2 separate regions of the Gossypium arboreum genome follow, and region 2 is linked to region 1. The links are chromatin contacts, called in public Hi-C maps. All regions are on one chromosome and are shown on one strand. Each heading gives the region's core, a stretch centred on a gene start, on an enhancer-like site or on the middle of the called end of the contact. The rest is flanking DNA. Distances are from core to core; before and after follow the strand shown.

Region 1 (7,938 bases), core at 3,992-6,491:
AAGAAGATTAGCTGGAGGGGCATGACTGTACTCCCTTATGTAAGTAGGAATGCCTGAAGGATTGAATCGGGTTTTACCCCTCCAACCCTTTGCAGCCATAAGACCAGCGCTTAAAACAGGAACTGTTTCATCTCCATCAGCAGAGAAAACACCACCTTTTAGACATGAATCTTCACTACCACCCTCAACCGAGGTGTCTATCTGAAACGGAATAGAGCAATCAGTGGCAGTAGTTACTTTGTAAACATAAGCTCTTTCAGTGGGGATTCCAACTCCGTACATTGAGTATATCTCCATGTCTGGAGCATCTGGTAACCTGAAAAGATCATATGGCACTTGTCAAGAAAACATACAGAAAGAGAGGGGCCATAGTAGGGGTGCCTAGCACTGTTTAAAGTTTCAACAGTTTTTAATGAGAAAACTTGAAAGGATAACAATCTGGATCAAGAATGGACACTTCACTAACGAAGACACCTCACAAATCAAAACAAATTAGAACTGAGAAACGAAGAAAAGCCTCACTTCGTTTCTAGAGGATTTGACCAATATTTGTAGTGTTGATATTTCGGGTCATCCAAATTATCAGCTATCCCATATGAAAAATGAGCGCCTCCTCGTGCCATCAACTTGGGGGAAACAAAATGAAGCAGGTCCAAAATTGATCCAGCTGTGTAAACCTTGTAATCAGCAACTGCTTTAATACGATGATCACCTATGTCATGATACTCGATCCATATATCACAGTTGGTTAAGTTGGCTAGCATATCGGCCTTCATAGAATCCTGCTGATCAACAATAATATATAAACCCCATGCTAAAAACTAGCAAACCAACTAGCATGCAAAACCAGAAAGCGCAATGTATAATAGTCATCCTCTCGTAATTGCATTTTAATGAAAAAGATCTTCCAGTTGGGCATGCTTGCATTTGACATAGAAAGAGGGTGTTGAACTAGAAAGTTCAACAGAAAAATTTCCGTCTGGTTACAAACATTCCACAAATTTTAGTCAAATGATTTTGAAGTCCTGGATTAGTGTCAAGTGGTGAAAATGATCATCGTTAGAGAGAGATGATCCATATACTTATGCAAACTAACTTAATGATAGCTTGGACAGTACCAGCAAATCCACCCTTTTAATCTTGGAGGAATGTGCCTCAGCCACATCTTTCCCAAATGAAATAATTCTCCCATAGTTAACATTTTTCATGTTAGCCAAATTGATGTTTGGAATTTGGTCCGTGTTATTGATGCTGTTGTTTCTCAACGTTTTTGCACCACAGTTAAAGCTTGATCCTTCAGGTGACCAATCAAGCCCACCCCAGATGGTTTCCCCACCTTTTGGTATCATTGACATGGTGGAATCCCATGTCCGGGTCATCCGCATTAAATGCTGAAAAGTTTGCAGGCCAAATACATCTTTGTCCAGAAAACCTGGGGCGAAAGTCCTGTTTAACAATTTGCATTCCATCAAGCTCCCAAAACAAAGTAAACATGCGCATTCATCATATTTGAAAAACTACCTTAGCTTTGAGAAGAAACTAATTCCAAGGATTACAGGATATAGAATCAAAACTGACTACAGTAAAAGCTAGCATGAAATGACTGTTCTTCAGAATATGACAATAGGAGGCCACAACGATTTCAGGTGTAGAAGCAAAATGAATAATGATGCATATTTTAGTGATTCCTAAAGATTCATCTAACCTTTTACTTTGTTAGCTCAAGAAATAATAACATCAATACTATCAGAATAGAAGCCATTAGAAAAGCCAGATTCATTCCTGATTTAAGAACTGAAACACCATTATCTCAGTAAATCTCACACCATAAAAGCAAAGCATTAGAAAAGGTAGCTCTCTATCAGGAACAATTTTGCATGCACATGATCTGGGGTGACATGCGAAACTAAAAACTTAACGGGAAATTCCGGGAAACAATTGTATCATCAATAGCATCATAAATTTAGGCCAATTTATTGGCTTGAAATGTCGAACTATGACAATTCAAAGCAAACCAAGACAAGAAACAAGCCTTTGTTCATGAAATTTTAATTCAAGGAAGTACCTGGCAATGGCTATATCCCTGGCTTCAACAGAAAATAGTCCTGAGACTGATTTTGGAACACCTAAAAAGGGTCCACCAATATTCATCACTGCCTTTATGTGCTTAGCGCACCATTCTGATCCACCCCCACCACCCATGGGAGGTGGTGCTTCAACCCATTTCATGAAGTGCAGAAAGTACAGGACTCCCATTGAATGTGGGATGACTACTACCTTTTTTCCACCATTTGTTGCTACCATGAGTTCTATGTTACTTTTTATTCTGCTCAAAGTTTGGTCCCTGACCTGATTTATTCAAATAGGCTTGAAGTGATAAGATAATTTCAGGGAGCTATAACATAATGCTAATTTCAAATCATAAACACAAAAGAAATATTAAAAGATAAACATCTTAACTATATACACACATATTACAGAAAAACTATTTGGCAGAATAACTTTGAAAAGAATATGACAGTTTAAAGCAAGTGCATACCTCAGTATTTTGGAAAGATAACCTCCAATCATAAGCAGCCATATACATTGTTTTTTCCTCATACCCAATTTGAGCCAAATTAGCTATCAATACAGCCCAAACAAAATATCCTGCTGCAAAATAATCAGCTGCCACAAGTCCAGATACAGGCCTGACCCTTATACCTGGAGGGTCTAGTCCAGTTTCATTATCGAGTGACATGTGCTGAGCCCAACATAGTGGTCTGCAATGCAATTGGGAGAACAGCAGGGGAATAAACTTTAGTAAACTCCATGGCCAAAATAACTTCGGCAAATAGTTAAAAGATTAGGGCAGAAAGAAATAGCAGGTCTAAGTTAGAGAATTTCGTATCTTCTAATGACATTTTCATTATAACAAAAAAACAATCTAAAGGTTAAAAGTCTGCATAGCAACCCTATTCAACGGATTAAGAAATGATTAGAAAACTTCAAGAAGCAAAACCTATAATCTTTCTTGCCTGTAAAGAGAAGGCAGTATTACTTCAAGCATCAAATTGCGTATACACATTGTGTTGGAAAGACAGGTTGGTCTTCAAGTCTTGAAGTAACCCAACTATTATAAAGTGTAATGACATTGAAAAACAAGGAAACCTCTTAGTTGGCAGAGCATAAAGGACCCATTGAGTGTTTTAGTAGTGTATTTTACTTGGCAAGAGTTTAAGATTCTTCATAGCAACAAATATGTTGTATGATAGTTATTCATCGAGTAGTTATTCATCGAGATACTATAGCATGAACACACATCAAATTCAAAGATTCTTTTTAGCAGATAGTTTTAACTTCAGTCTACTCTACATCAGTCCATGTGACCAACAACAACTAAGATTGACAAAGAAAGAAAAGGAAAAAATAGGAAAAGTGAATGCAGAGAGATAACAGTTTTAGCAATTGAGGCCAAAATATGTCAGTTTCCACTAAACAACCTAAATCCTAGCTTTTGGGGTTCTAGAAAAATAAAAAAATATTGAAACTCGCACTCTTGCAACAACCTAAATCCATGTTCTCACTTCTTTTCCAAAGCTCAATTAGTAGATAAATGTACAACATATGATCCCATCCGAGCACCACTACAAATTCTAATCCACAAAACAAGAGCTGCATTTCTAATGTCCCATAATCAAATCTAAAACAGAAGAAGAAAACATTTGCAACAATGAAAAGGTTTTAGTTTTAGCAAAGCAAAGCCAAACATCAATTTCATGTAGAAATCAGTAAGCTTTATGGAAGCTTCTCTAATAACTTCCAACCTAAGCAAACATCAGAGAAGAACTTTAACATTCACAAAAGGTGTTTGATTTTTTTTTTCTTTTAAACAAAACAACCTTGCAAACATGCCAAAATTCCTCAAAAATGTAAAACCCAGAATGGAAAAACGTACACTAAATAGCTAAACCTCAAAAGTCCCAAAAAAGGGGGAAAAAGTAAAAGGCAAAAGCTAATACCTTTTATACAGTTCCCCAAAGGAGCCACCCCAAAGGCGTTTCCTAAACAACCCTTCAGCACACTGGTGGCCTTCCCAAAGCTCGAGCCCACCGGTGACGATCCCAGGGACGAACACAACTGGGTGATTCACCGTCAAGCCCTCTTTCCGCAACTTGACCCCGGGTGGGTCCGTCAACGGCCCTGTTATCGCCTCCGTTACATATTGCGGAATCGAAGCAGGCATTGTATTGTAAAGTAATAACAAGAACCACCACACCGAACATACAAAACCAATGAACCAACAACAACTGTCCCAACATGACCATTTCTTGGAATTATAGCTTTCTTTCCTGGGGCTCTCGTATAGGTTATTCTTCTCATCTTCCTTTACGATGTTGCACCGTAAGTTCTGGGACTTCGAGGAATCCGTCCCCTTCCTCCGCCGCGAAAACGACATCGTTATTTAATGCCAAAATATAATACAGGTTTGTTTCATTAACGGAGACTAATGAGAATCTGATACTAAGACTCTCATTAATTGTGAAAGAAAAAAAGGGGCGGGGGGCTTTTTTCTTCTCACTTGAGCCGGTGACAATAAAAGATAATGACAGCCACCACCGGAGTTAGAGGTGGAAGTATGAGATTGGGTCTTATTTAAGCTTCAAACAGACTCATTTATTTTGATATTCCAGATTCCTCTGGCGAGGGTCCAACTGTGGGTCGGGGATGGCTAAGGAGGCTAGCGTCTCCTTTTTGGACTTTTTTTAAAGCCTGAGCCTGCGGTATAATCTGTTGGGAGCCGCCGGATTGACGATAGAAACTACGGTGGTCAAAGCATCAGACGGCGGTGGTGATGGAAATTAGAAATGGGTGGATTTCAACGGTGATTGGAGGTTGGAGAGGTGTTTTGAGTCTAATATTTCGGAGTAATTAATAATGTTTGTTATGTGCCAAAAACTAAAGATGCTTTCTGACAAATACGCTTGGGAATGGAAGCCACGTGAGTGGGAGCGGATATGTGTAGATAGACCCGAATCGCTCAACGATGTACACGTTCCTGCAATTAAATCAATGATTTTTCAGCTGCAATTTGCCTCAATTTATATTGACCAATTGCCCTAAAAACACAAACCCGCAACACTAGGTTGTTGAGAATGATTAAACTAGTTCTAAAACAGACAACCCTCTGTCAAAAGTTTTACTTCAATATTAGTAATAAAAGGAAATTTGTTTTGGAAATGGGTTGGAAGATCTGATACACCACACCACTTCAGGTAGATGGTAAATGATCAACATGCACAAATGCCAAATCTCTCACTATCATTATTAATGGCACTCACGAGTTGATAACATAGCCCAAGTTAAACGAGTTCTTCGGCCTTCCAATGATGAGACTAAGCCCATCGAGTCTCTCCAGTGGGCTTTTTGAAAACTGAGAAAAAAACAAAAGCAGAAGCTCAGCAATCAGCATCACGCACCAATCATTTCATCATCGGATCACACAGTGTATTAAAAAGGGAAAGGAAACATCATCTGAGCCCAGCAACGGCCTACACCAACCACACTCTTCTACTACCAATATACAGCAACAACTGCAGTGCAATGAGTGCATTTATCCCATTATACCCATAGCTCCTTCGATGAGATTGAGGAGATTATAATTTGGTTTTATCTCTTCCATCTCTTTTCTTTTCTTTTATTAAAACCCTTTTTGTTGTTTAATTTTGTTTTTATTTTGGGTTGGCGCAGAGAATCTTTGATCCTTTTTAATTAAACGTGGCATCATTAAAGAGCTACCTGAGTCTCGAATATCGGGCTCCAGCTCCCTGAAACTTCAGAGGAAAAAAGAAAGAAAAAAAACCCTTAGTTCTCTCTTACCCATCCACTGATCCTCAGATTTCTGGGTTTGCATTAAATTTTGCTTCTCTGTACGGTAAACTCGAAAACTTGTTTATTGTATAATCTAGTTCTCAAATTCTGACAAATCATAAATGTAGTTTTCAATGTATTTCTTTTTATTTAAACAGAAGATTTCTCAGCTTTCAGAGAATTTCGAAACAACAATGCTGACGTGCATAGCTCGTTCCAAGCAACCTGGTGATGACTCGGTGAGTCAACAAGAGGAAATGGACTCTTCCACTACTCCTAACACTAAGCACAACCAAGCCATCAAATCCCTCACTTCGCAGGTAATTAGCTTTCAAATTTACGACGTCAAGGTTTTCCGGTTCTTCGTTCTTTGTTTGGCTTTAATGACTGTGTGGTTTAGTTGAAGGACATGGCGCTAAAGGCGTCGGGGGCGTACAGGCACTGTAACCCCTGCACGGCGCAGAGTCGGTTGAGGAACATGGGCGAGTCTGACGCGGACTCGGACAGGTTCAGATGGCCTTATCGTCGGACGGGGAGTTCGAGCTCAGCGACGCCGAGGACGTGGGGGAAGGAGATGGAAGCAAGGTTGAAAGGGATGTCGAGTTCGAGCGGAGAAGGGACGCCGAAATCGTTGAGCGGACGCCGAGTGGACACGGTCGTGTTCGTCGAAGAAAGTGAGCCTAAAGAGTGGGTGGCTCAGGTGGAGCCTGGCGTGCTTATTACCTTTGTTTCACTTCCTCGCGGCGGCAACGATCTCAAGAGGATACGATTCAGGTGCGCCGCGCACTTATTTTTTCTGGATTTTCGCTTTCCATCATATTAAGAAATTTTTATTCCACTTTCGAAATTCGCTGGGAAATGGACTAGTCACGTCACTGCTCCAATGCCTGCCTAGTTTATTGTTAACATCAATAAACGAACAAAATGTTAAATAATACAAAGTTATAATGGTTTTGGTTTAAATTCCTATCTATTATTTTAGACAATAATATTTGTTGTTGGGTTGGGACTTGCTCTGTCATATTTAGTTAAACTCTTTAACATGCATTCTTTTTTTTTTTTTAAAGCTGTGTTTGGATTGTCAATTTATGTGTTGCTGAATTGAGTGTACTAGCTAAGTTATTAAAACTTTCAAATTTTTTTATATTTTTTATTTCCTATGTAATTAAATTTCTTGATTTAAAAAAAAATAAGTATAATCTCATTTTCTTATAATTATTTTACGTTTCAAACACAGATAAGTATTAAAATTGTAAAATTTGTACTTATAAATGGTGATGGATTTGTCATGGCTGCATCCAAACACTGCCTTAGCAACCTCGGCAGGAAAAGCAAGGATATTTAGGTGAGGGACCTACGGTGAAACAGTAGGCTTCACGCCTAATGAAAAGCAATCCCATAAAAGTCCAAAAGGAGAACTCATTGTGCCTCATCAATGGTGGGTGGGACACGATTGATTGTGTTGGCAAGCTTTTTCACTCACCCTTGTCGTCTTGTCGAACAAGCCTCTTCAAAGCCCCCACCCCAAAAAAAAAATTCCAGTTCACGCCATATTCTCCGTCCCATTGTCTTCTACTCTTCTTCTTCTAATGACCCATTTCTTGTCATTTTGTCTGCAATTAAACTAAGGGGGATTGATTGCCCACATCATTTGCCACTACAAAACTACGTGCAAGACAAAAATTTTGGACCCCTTTTTTGAGCTTACGTTTTTTGCCTACAAAACAGAGATCCGACTTCAACCTTCACCTTTCCATGTTTTCAATGGATGGTGACAGGAGGGATTAGTCGTTTTACCAAGGGAACATTGCTGTTGCCTCTCATTTATGACCTTGGCCTCGTTTGACTTGTGTTCCTTTTTCCCTTTCTAGATATTTTATTTCAATTGGTCTCTTAATTGACTGTTTTTTCCATCACCACTTTCATTTTCATGTCATTGTATCTGATTTAATGCTTTGATAAAGTTCCCTCCTTGGTTTTTGACTCCCTACGCCTTTTTTTCTTTTTGGAAATATTACGCATCCCACTACGTCAAACACACGGATGCCACTTCGGAATATTTAATATTGTACTTACCTAAGGGTGGTT
Region 2 (7,938 bases), core at 3,845-6,344, 33 kb before region 1:
TATATTCTTTCAAGGAGTTGATTATCAGCATAATCATGACCCTCCAACTAATAAAAGCAATATTTGTAATCCTACCAAAAGAACAAGTGCTTCTAAAAGTATCTTTTAAACATCATTTAATAATAATTAACAATTTTTGCTTTGAATTTTCATGTAATAAGAATGAAGTATAGCTTCTTCTTTTGATAATTTAATAAGTTTTAAATAAATGAAAACTCCTAAAAATTAACATGGTATATTTATATTTGGCATACATACTATTAATAATTTTTGTTTTATTTGGCATACATACAATTTCAATATTCATTCAATTTAGTATTCATTTCTACTAAAGTTCCATAGAATAGCTTACACATTCAAATTATATCAAGGAAAGATAAATGAATACAAGCTCAAAACCCCCCAAAATAGTTCTCATACTAAGCTTGAGATGATGTTATAACTAAAATCTATCTGACTAATGTATGCTACTGTTTCAAAAACAAGCTCTTCAAAGTGGCCTATCAAGGTACTGGCTGCTAATTCCATGTACAGGATAAGCCAGTCCCTTTTGTTAGACTACAAAGACAAAAATTACGAGACAAGTGAAAGACTATTCGAAGCGATAAAGGTCATGGTTTTTGATATTTGCAGCTCATGTTCTGGGGGAAACTGAAAAGGTGCATCATTTACAAAAACAACAAGCACAAGAATCAAGCACATTTACAAACAAAACGTGGCACCAGATTACATTTTCATGGCAAAAAACTAAACTTTAGATGGTAAGAAAACTGATCAGAAATAAAAAAATATGAAAACAGTCAAACAAAAGCTTCAAAGCAGAAAGCTTGAACCTTCCGAAAAGAACAAAAACCAATAGTTTCCTTTATTTTCTTTCAGTTTCTTAGCAACCAAACAGAAAACTACTATGTTAAATCAAAAACCAAGAGAAAAGGGATGGTTGGGCACCTAGAGATGAAAACATAGAAGTAGAAACAGATGAAGAAGAAATAGAAAGTGAATGAGTAAGTAATGAAGAGATTCTACAAGCTGCCGTGGCTACTCAGAAGAGAAAACAACAAAAGAGTAATGAACAGAAAGAGGATTCTAGCATTCCCAATAGATGGAACAAATTTTGTTTTTTTCGTTTAAACTTGGATTAGGAGATTATCATGTCTTATTTATTACAATAGATGGAATAAATTTTGTTTTAGAATGTCAATGTGATTATAGGGTAATTAATAGTTTCGAAAAAGGTAATCCAACATGGAAGAAACTCTAATTCTAGCTGCTAGTTTATTAGATTTGTGAGCAAAATATTGAATCTTCTCTATGATTTAGCCTACATTACTGTGAGCAAAATATTTTATGTTTGATATACGAAGGCAATTACAAAACAGATCACAGGCATTCATAAAAAATATGTTCAAATCCCATAGAAACAGGAATTAAAATCTTGTTTTTATCCCACATAAAAATAGAAAACAAGCACATGATTAACTTCATCCACAAAAATATCTAGTAATTAAAATCTTGCTTTTATCCCTCGATCAAAGTAGAGCTTTGGTTTATATACATACAAGAAGACATACATCCATCATCCATGCAATGAACCGAAAGTAACAGGTTCAATCAGCCAAAAAGAGAAGTCTTTTTTTTTTTTGATTATCATCTATTAGAAATAGTTTCAATCAATTTCAACTCCATTTTGACTAAAAATTCACCGAATCAATAGCAGAAAAATCTAATACAAATTTGATTCGAAAATAGAAAAATTACTTGAAACAATAACGGAATCTTGAGGAACCGCAACAAGAAGATGAATCTGAAGATAGATCAACAACGAAAAGAACAAAAATTGGAGATTTTTGAAACCAATCAGTTTCAATTTCAAGCTTGTTTCTGGTATTTCTCTTTTCTAAAAATTTGAGCTCGAGAATCCCAAAATCATTCAAGTTTCTTGCCTAGCTAAAGAAACAAAGAAAGGCATAAAAATTTTAGGCCTAAAATCGATTAAAATATGGACAAGTAAAGAACAAGAAGAAAAAAAAAAAGGCTTTTTGCCATACCTTAAGCCAAAACCCAGCGATGAGGAATGAGATTTGCCTGAGAAAGAGAGAAAGAGAGGAAACAAAACAGCAGCCTGAGATGAGAAGATATGCGACAAGCTAGAAGATGAAAAAAGGAAGAAGGAAAAGGAATGAAGAACGGAAGAAGGAGAAAGACTTACCTGGATGAAGGAGGAACCGGAAAATGTCTTACAGAAATGAAATCCATAATACATTTTCCCTAAAATGTAAGAGATTTTACCCGTGTCTTGGAAAACTTTTTCCAAATAGAAAATGTTTTCAGTCAAACAAACACTGAAAAAGCAGGAAAACATTTTCTGGAAAATGTTTTCCTGCAAACAAACGGACCCTAGAATGCGAAAAGAAAACACTATAAAGAAAATAAAAGAAAATAAAGAAGAGAGACCGGTGGTTAAGGCTTTGATCAATGCGGCACAACAACTTTTAAAGTCGCTAAAGACATCCTCTACAGTTCTAATATTGAGTAGTTTCCTCCATTTACTGGAGGGGCGGAAAAGAGAAAACAAGTATATTAGCATAGGAAAGGAAAAGGGAAAGAAGAAAGGAGAAAGGCATGGAACCGGACATATATAGTGTGAAATAATAATGCTGCTAGACAGTAGGCTAGCCGGCTATGGTGTGATTTCGAAGATCTATGTATGCTCTACGTAGCATCCTTTTTGGTTTAAAAAAATGAGACGTGAGACGATAGAGTGGGGTATAATTAGCTAGCTTTCCCATACATCCGTTTTTTTTAGTGAAAAAAAAGTTCCTACTTTTAATTTAATACCCAAATCAAACGGTATCATGTGTCTTAGGGCTAATTTGGCAATGCTTTTAAAAAGTGCTGTGAAAAAAATACTTTTGAGAAGTGTTTTTGAAAAATTTGATTTAAAATTTGAGTGTTTAGCATTGTCATGTTAAAAAGTACTTTTGAGAAATAAAATTTCTATTTTAAACATGTTATTATAAAGTAACAAATATACATTTAAATAATATTTAAATTAGTTAATATTATTATATTTTAGTAAAAATATAAAAAATTATTATAACTTCTTGCTAATATTTTAATAAATAAAATATAAATTTTAAATATTTTAAGCAATAAATATTAATTATTTATAAAATTTAATTAGAATATATAAACAATATTTTAAATATTTAAATATAACTATTAAATATTTGTATTAGTATTTTAAAAATATTTTTTATTTTTAATTAATGATTTTAACACATTTATAATTAAGTACCAAGAAAAAAAAAATACTAATATTATTAGAGGGGTGAAAAAGTAATTTAGTACTAAAAGTACTTTTGGGAGAGGAAAAGCTAAAAATTTTAGCTGAAGTGCTTTTTAAAAGCAGTTCTGAAAAGTTAAAAATTTCAACCAAAAACAACTTGTTCTATAAATTTTTCTTCAAAAAGTGCTTTTGAAAAACAATTCAGAACTGACCCTTAATAACTATTCGACACTTGTTCTTTATTAAAAAATATAAATACTTGGTCCAAAATTATATCTATTAGTGATTAAATTTAGGAGTTTTAACCACAAAAGAGAAGTGAAAAAAATGCTCTCGTCTCTTCTGATTTCTTCATGCGACAAGAACGAAGAATGAGATCCTTCTGAAGATCCCAGCACAAAGAAAGTCTGACTCAAAGAATCGGATGTTCCACCAGAAGATGTGATGGTTATAGAGCCATCACATTTGCCATCTTTGTCTTGGAAAGATATGCTTGTGATGAAAACAGATATTCAACAAAATAGGGAAAGCAATACTCAACATGTTGAAGATAGGGTTACCCTCTCTGATTAGGATGTTAATAAATCAATCGTTAATGGTATTCCTTCCATTGACTTCTCGGTAAGTAAATATCAATTTCTGGAATAGGAAATGGCTAACTCCATGGTGATCAAAATGCTAGGATGGAATATTGGATTTACGGCCCTGCAAAACAGATTATATGGATTTGGGAGGCCTTCTCAGCCTTTGCAATTAATGGATATTGAAAAAGGATACTTTTTAGCCAAATTTCAAAATGTTATCTCAGGGACCGTAGGTAATTTTTGGCCAATATCTAACTGTCCAACCATGGAAAATCGATTTTAACTCTGGGCTACCTTATCCGAATATGGTTCTTAACTGGATTAGATTTCCAGGTCTCCCCAGTCACCTGTATAAGATACAGATCTTATGGGAGATTGGGGTAATGATCGGCAATAGTCAAGCGAGGGGTCAACATGCTCGCATGGCTTTATATGTCAATTTAGAGAAACCTTTAACCTCTAAGATTCTTATCAATGGCTATCTCCAAAAAATTGAATACGAAAATATACCTGTGATTTTCTTTTCATGTGGAAGATATGGGCACAATAAGGAAAATTGCCCGAATGTTGTCCATACCACTGAACCAGTGAAGGAGACAGAGTCGAAGGTAGTTATGTCAAAATCCATGGCGATCGGTGACAGAAACTATGGCCCATTGATGCTGGTAGAGTGGCAGAATAGACGTACCAATCTGGAAAGGAATAAAAAAAGTAATAATTTTTCTAGGGAGAAATTAATGGGATCCCGATTTCATTCTCTTACAGGATCAACGGAGGCTTCATTGAAGGAAAGAACGAGCATGGAAACTTAGTAGATTGTGGAACAGGCTAGGAAAGATATTTTGGTTGACCCTCAAAAATTAATGGCGAATTCATTGGAGGGGGAAAGAATAAGGAAACTCAACAGATAGTGAAACGGACTGGGAAAGCTGCTTTGGTGGCACTCAAAGTAAACCTTTAAAGGAAAAAAATGTATTAATTGCAGATTTTAGGAAAGATTCATTGGCCTAGCTGGTAGGAGTTCAACCCAAAGGTTAGACCCACAAACAGAACCCAAATTTCCATCCAAAAGGCCGAAATATAAGTGGACCCAACATTACACTTAAGTGGACTGTTATTTTGGCTGAAAATGAGTAAGTTACTAGCAGGCATGGTGTGGGCTCGAACCAGGATCCATTGCTTTTGGCAGTTTCTACTGCTAACGATCCAAGGCCCTTTGAAGACCTCTGCAGCCCACAGCCTAATATTGATGAAAGTGTCCAAAACTCAAAGTCAGGTAATTTCATTCCTCCTTCTACTTCCTTTTTAAATTCACCGAATGATTCAAGTGCAGGTAAAGTTGTTCCTAGTTTAAATTCAAACCAAGCAGAGTATGTGGTACATTTCAACCCCATTTTCGAGAACAATTCTGTTACTGAAGTAGGAGTGAAGGAAAATCTCTTAAATGCCAAAAACCATTCAGCAGTGGTTTCCAAAAAGAACTCTTCTCCTAAACTCGATGGCAAAGAGGCCGGAGGCAGTATTTTATTGACTAAATTTTTTTCTTCTAAAGATGCTAATAAAGGTCATGTAGCTAAAGCATTTGCTGTAAAAGGCGGGTGAAAATTAAACAAAACTTTAAAAGGATCGAGGAATCGTTTCAAGAATACTAAAAATTCTCGAGTTCCTTTCATTGAGTCTATGAAGAGGGCCACGGATCTTATAGGGTCAGAATTTAATGGAAAATCTGTTAAAGATTTATCAATGAAGGGAAGAGAGTGAAAGGAGACTCCTTCAACTGAGCACAAATAGATAAGTTTTCTCTTTTCTATTTCTTTTTTAAAATTTATCATTATGAATTTTTCTGTGTTATCCTAGAATGTGTAGGGGTGTGGTAATGACAAATTTTTGTGAACCTTCTAGCATAAACCGAATATTATTAGTCTTCTTAAACCTAAGGTCAATGGGGCTAAAGTTGACGCTATCATTGCTAAATTAGGTTGGAATAATTTTCATCAAGCGGAAATTGTTGGGTTTTCTAGTGATATCTGGTTAGGTTGGAATAATTCGGTCAATTTAGAGGTGGTGGGAAATCACCCTCAGTTTATTATGGCTCGTATTCATTCTAATCTACTTCCCCAACAGATTTTTATTGCTTTTGTTTATGGAAGTCTTGACAGATAGAAAAGGAAAGCCCTTTAGAGAGATTTAAGTATTTCTATTCCTGCTAGGCATCATCCCTAGATTGCAATTAGAGATTTTAATGCAATTCTCTCCTCGGAAAACAAAAAGAGTGGTCATGTTAAAGGTCACAGATGTTAACTTTTTGGAGAATTCATAAATAGGACTCAACTTTTTGATTTAGGTTTTCAAGGGCCCCTTTCACATCGCATTGTGGCATTCTTTTTGAGAGACTTGACAGAACCGTGGGTAACGAAACATAGATGGAGAATTTTCCTAGTTACTCGATGACTCATCTCTCAAAAATTAAGTCAGATCATAGACCGTTGCTTATGAATTCTTGTTTTGGTTTTAATTCCTCGAATGATAGTCCTTTTTTATTCTTAGCTGGATGGTTGCAACACCCGAGTTTTATGGACTTTGTTAAAGATAATTGTAGCTTTGATGTTGATATGATTAAGGGGATTGCCAAGTTTACCAATGAGCTCAAAAATTAGAACAAGTGTGTTTACGGTCATATAGATCGGCGGAAGTGACAGCTATTGCATAAGCTCTCTAAAGTTCAACAAGCAATGGATTTTTCTGGGACTAATTCTCTACTACAGTGTGAGTTAAAAGTTTGAGAGGAGCTTGAGAATGTTTTACATTATGAGGAGTTGCTCTGGAGGCAAAAATTAAGGCATGAGTGGTTAAAGATGGGGGATCGCAACACAAAGTATTTTCATGGGTGAACGATGTAGAAAAGGAAGTCTAATAAGATTACTGCTTTGTGTAACTTTAAGGGGGAATGGATTTTTTATCCTAAAGATCTTAAAGCTGAAGTAGTCACTTTTTTCAAAAGCCTTATGGAGAGATACCAAGTCCGTTGGGGTGTTTGCCCTCAAATGCTTTTCTGAGACTTGATTTAGAAGATGTTACTTCTCTCAAAAGATTTGTCTCAAATGAAAAAATCAAAATTGCCCTATTTGATATGGCGTCTTGGAAGGCTTCAGGTAGTAATGGTTTCCACGCGGGTATTTTCAAAACCAGTGGGATAATATAGGAGGAGCCATTTGTGAATAGGTCAAGAAGATTATTAACTCGGAACTTACACTCTTATCGTCTTAATCTCTAAAGTTTCAAATCCTGAAAATTTCACAATTCAAACCCATTAATCTATGCTCTGTGTTGCATAAGTTGGTTATGAAGGTCATTGCAAATAGGTTTAGGACCATTTTTCCAAAGATCATAGGCCAAGAACAAGTTAGATTTATAGCAGGAAAGAGTATTGTTGATAATGTCATTATTGCGCAGGAAGTTTTGCATTCCATGATATCTAAGAAGAATCTTCACTGGATGGCAGTCAAAATTGATTTGGAAAAAGCTTATGACAGAGTTAAATGGGACTTTGTAAAAGCTTCTCTCAAAGCAGCAGGCATCCCCTCTAACTTAATTAAGATAATTATGAATGCTATTTCGACATCTACTATACAGGTTTTACAGAATGAGAGTCCAACTCAAAAATTCAAGCCTGTTAGGGATATTCGACAAGGGTGTCCTCTATCCCCGTATCTTTTCGTCCTTTGAATGGAATGACTGGGTCATCATTTTCATTCGGCTGCATCGACAAGGGAATGGTGTCCTATTCGTCTCTTGCATTCTGGACCTAATATTTTGCATCTTTTCTTTGTAGATGATTTAGCTATCTCCAGCAAAGTAGATATGAAGCATGGTAGTCTTCTCAAGAACATGTTGGGGAATTTCTGTGAGATTTCTGGTCATAAGGTTAATGTCAGGAAAACGAATGTGTTTTTTTCCCTTAGTGTTAAGGAAAATTTAAGGAAGGAAATCAATAGCTTGCTCGGATTTCAAGTTAAATATTTAAGGCACTACTTGGGGGTTCTACATGTCCATAAGAGAGTTACA

Evidence for each region. Hi-C and Micro-C count contacts between places; a contact is called where the count stands out from the background.
Region 2: a Hi-C map of leaf shows a contact between it and region 1, with 1.9 times the contacts expected there. The contact joins the enhancer-like site here to the promoter of LOC108474009 in region 1. A contact is called at or near these places in 2 of 5 Hi-C or Micro-C datasets (both in leaf).

What each region holds. Positions count from the first base shown.
Region 1 is chr6:123,084,789-123,092,726 of ASM2569848v2, reverse strand. LOC108474009 (phospholipid:diacylglycerol acyltransferase 1-like) reads right to left here and starts at 5,241. Exons shown (of 7, transcript XM_053029523.1): 1 at 4,002-5,241; 2 at 2,540-2,762; 3 at 2,066-2,349; 4 at 1,119-1,446; 5 at 523-782; 6 at 1-316. The coding sequence starts at 4,438. It overlaps LOC108470932 (protein Brevis radix-like 4), which reads left to right and starts at 5,265. Exons shown (of 6, transcript XM_017772463.2): 1 at 5,265-5,909; 2 at 6,021-6,170; 3 at 6,251-6,624. The coding sequence starts at 6,045.
Region 2 is chr6:123,117,582-123,125,519 of ASM2569848v2, reverse strand. It overlaps the pseudogene LOC108471936. Among protein-coding and RNA genes, the nearest start is that of LOC108470590, 14 kb to the right of the region's middle. Within about 2 kb of position 5,094, at least 2 of the 2 cell types and tissues checked have an H3K27ac peak or open chromatin away from gene starts, as enhancers often do. A contact at or near this core is called in leaf, where this site is marked.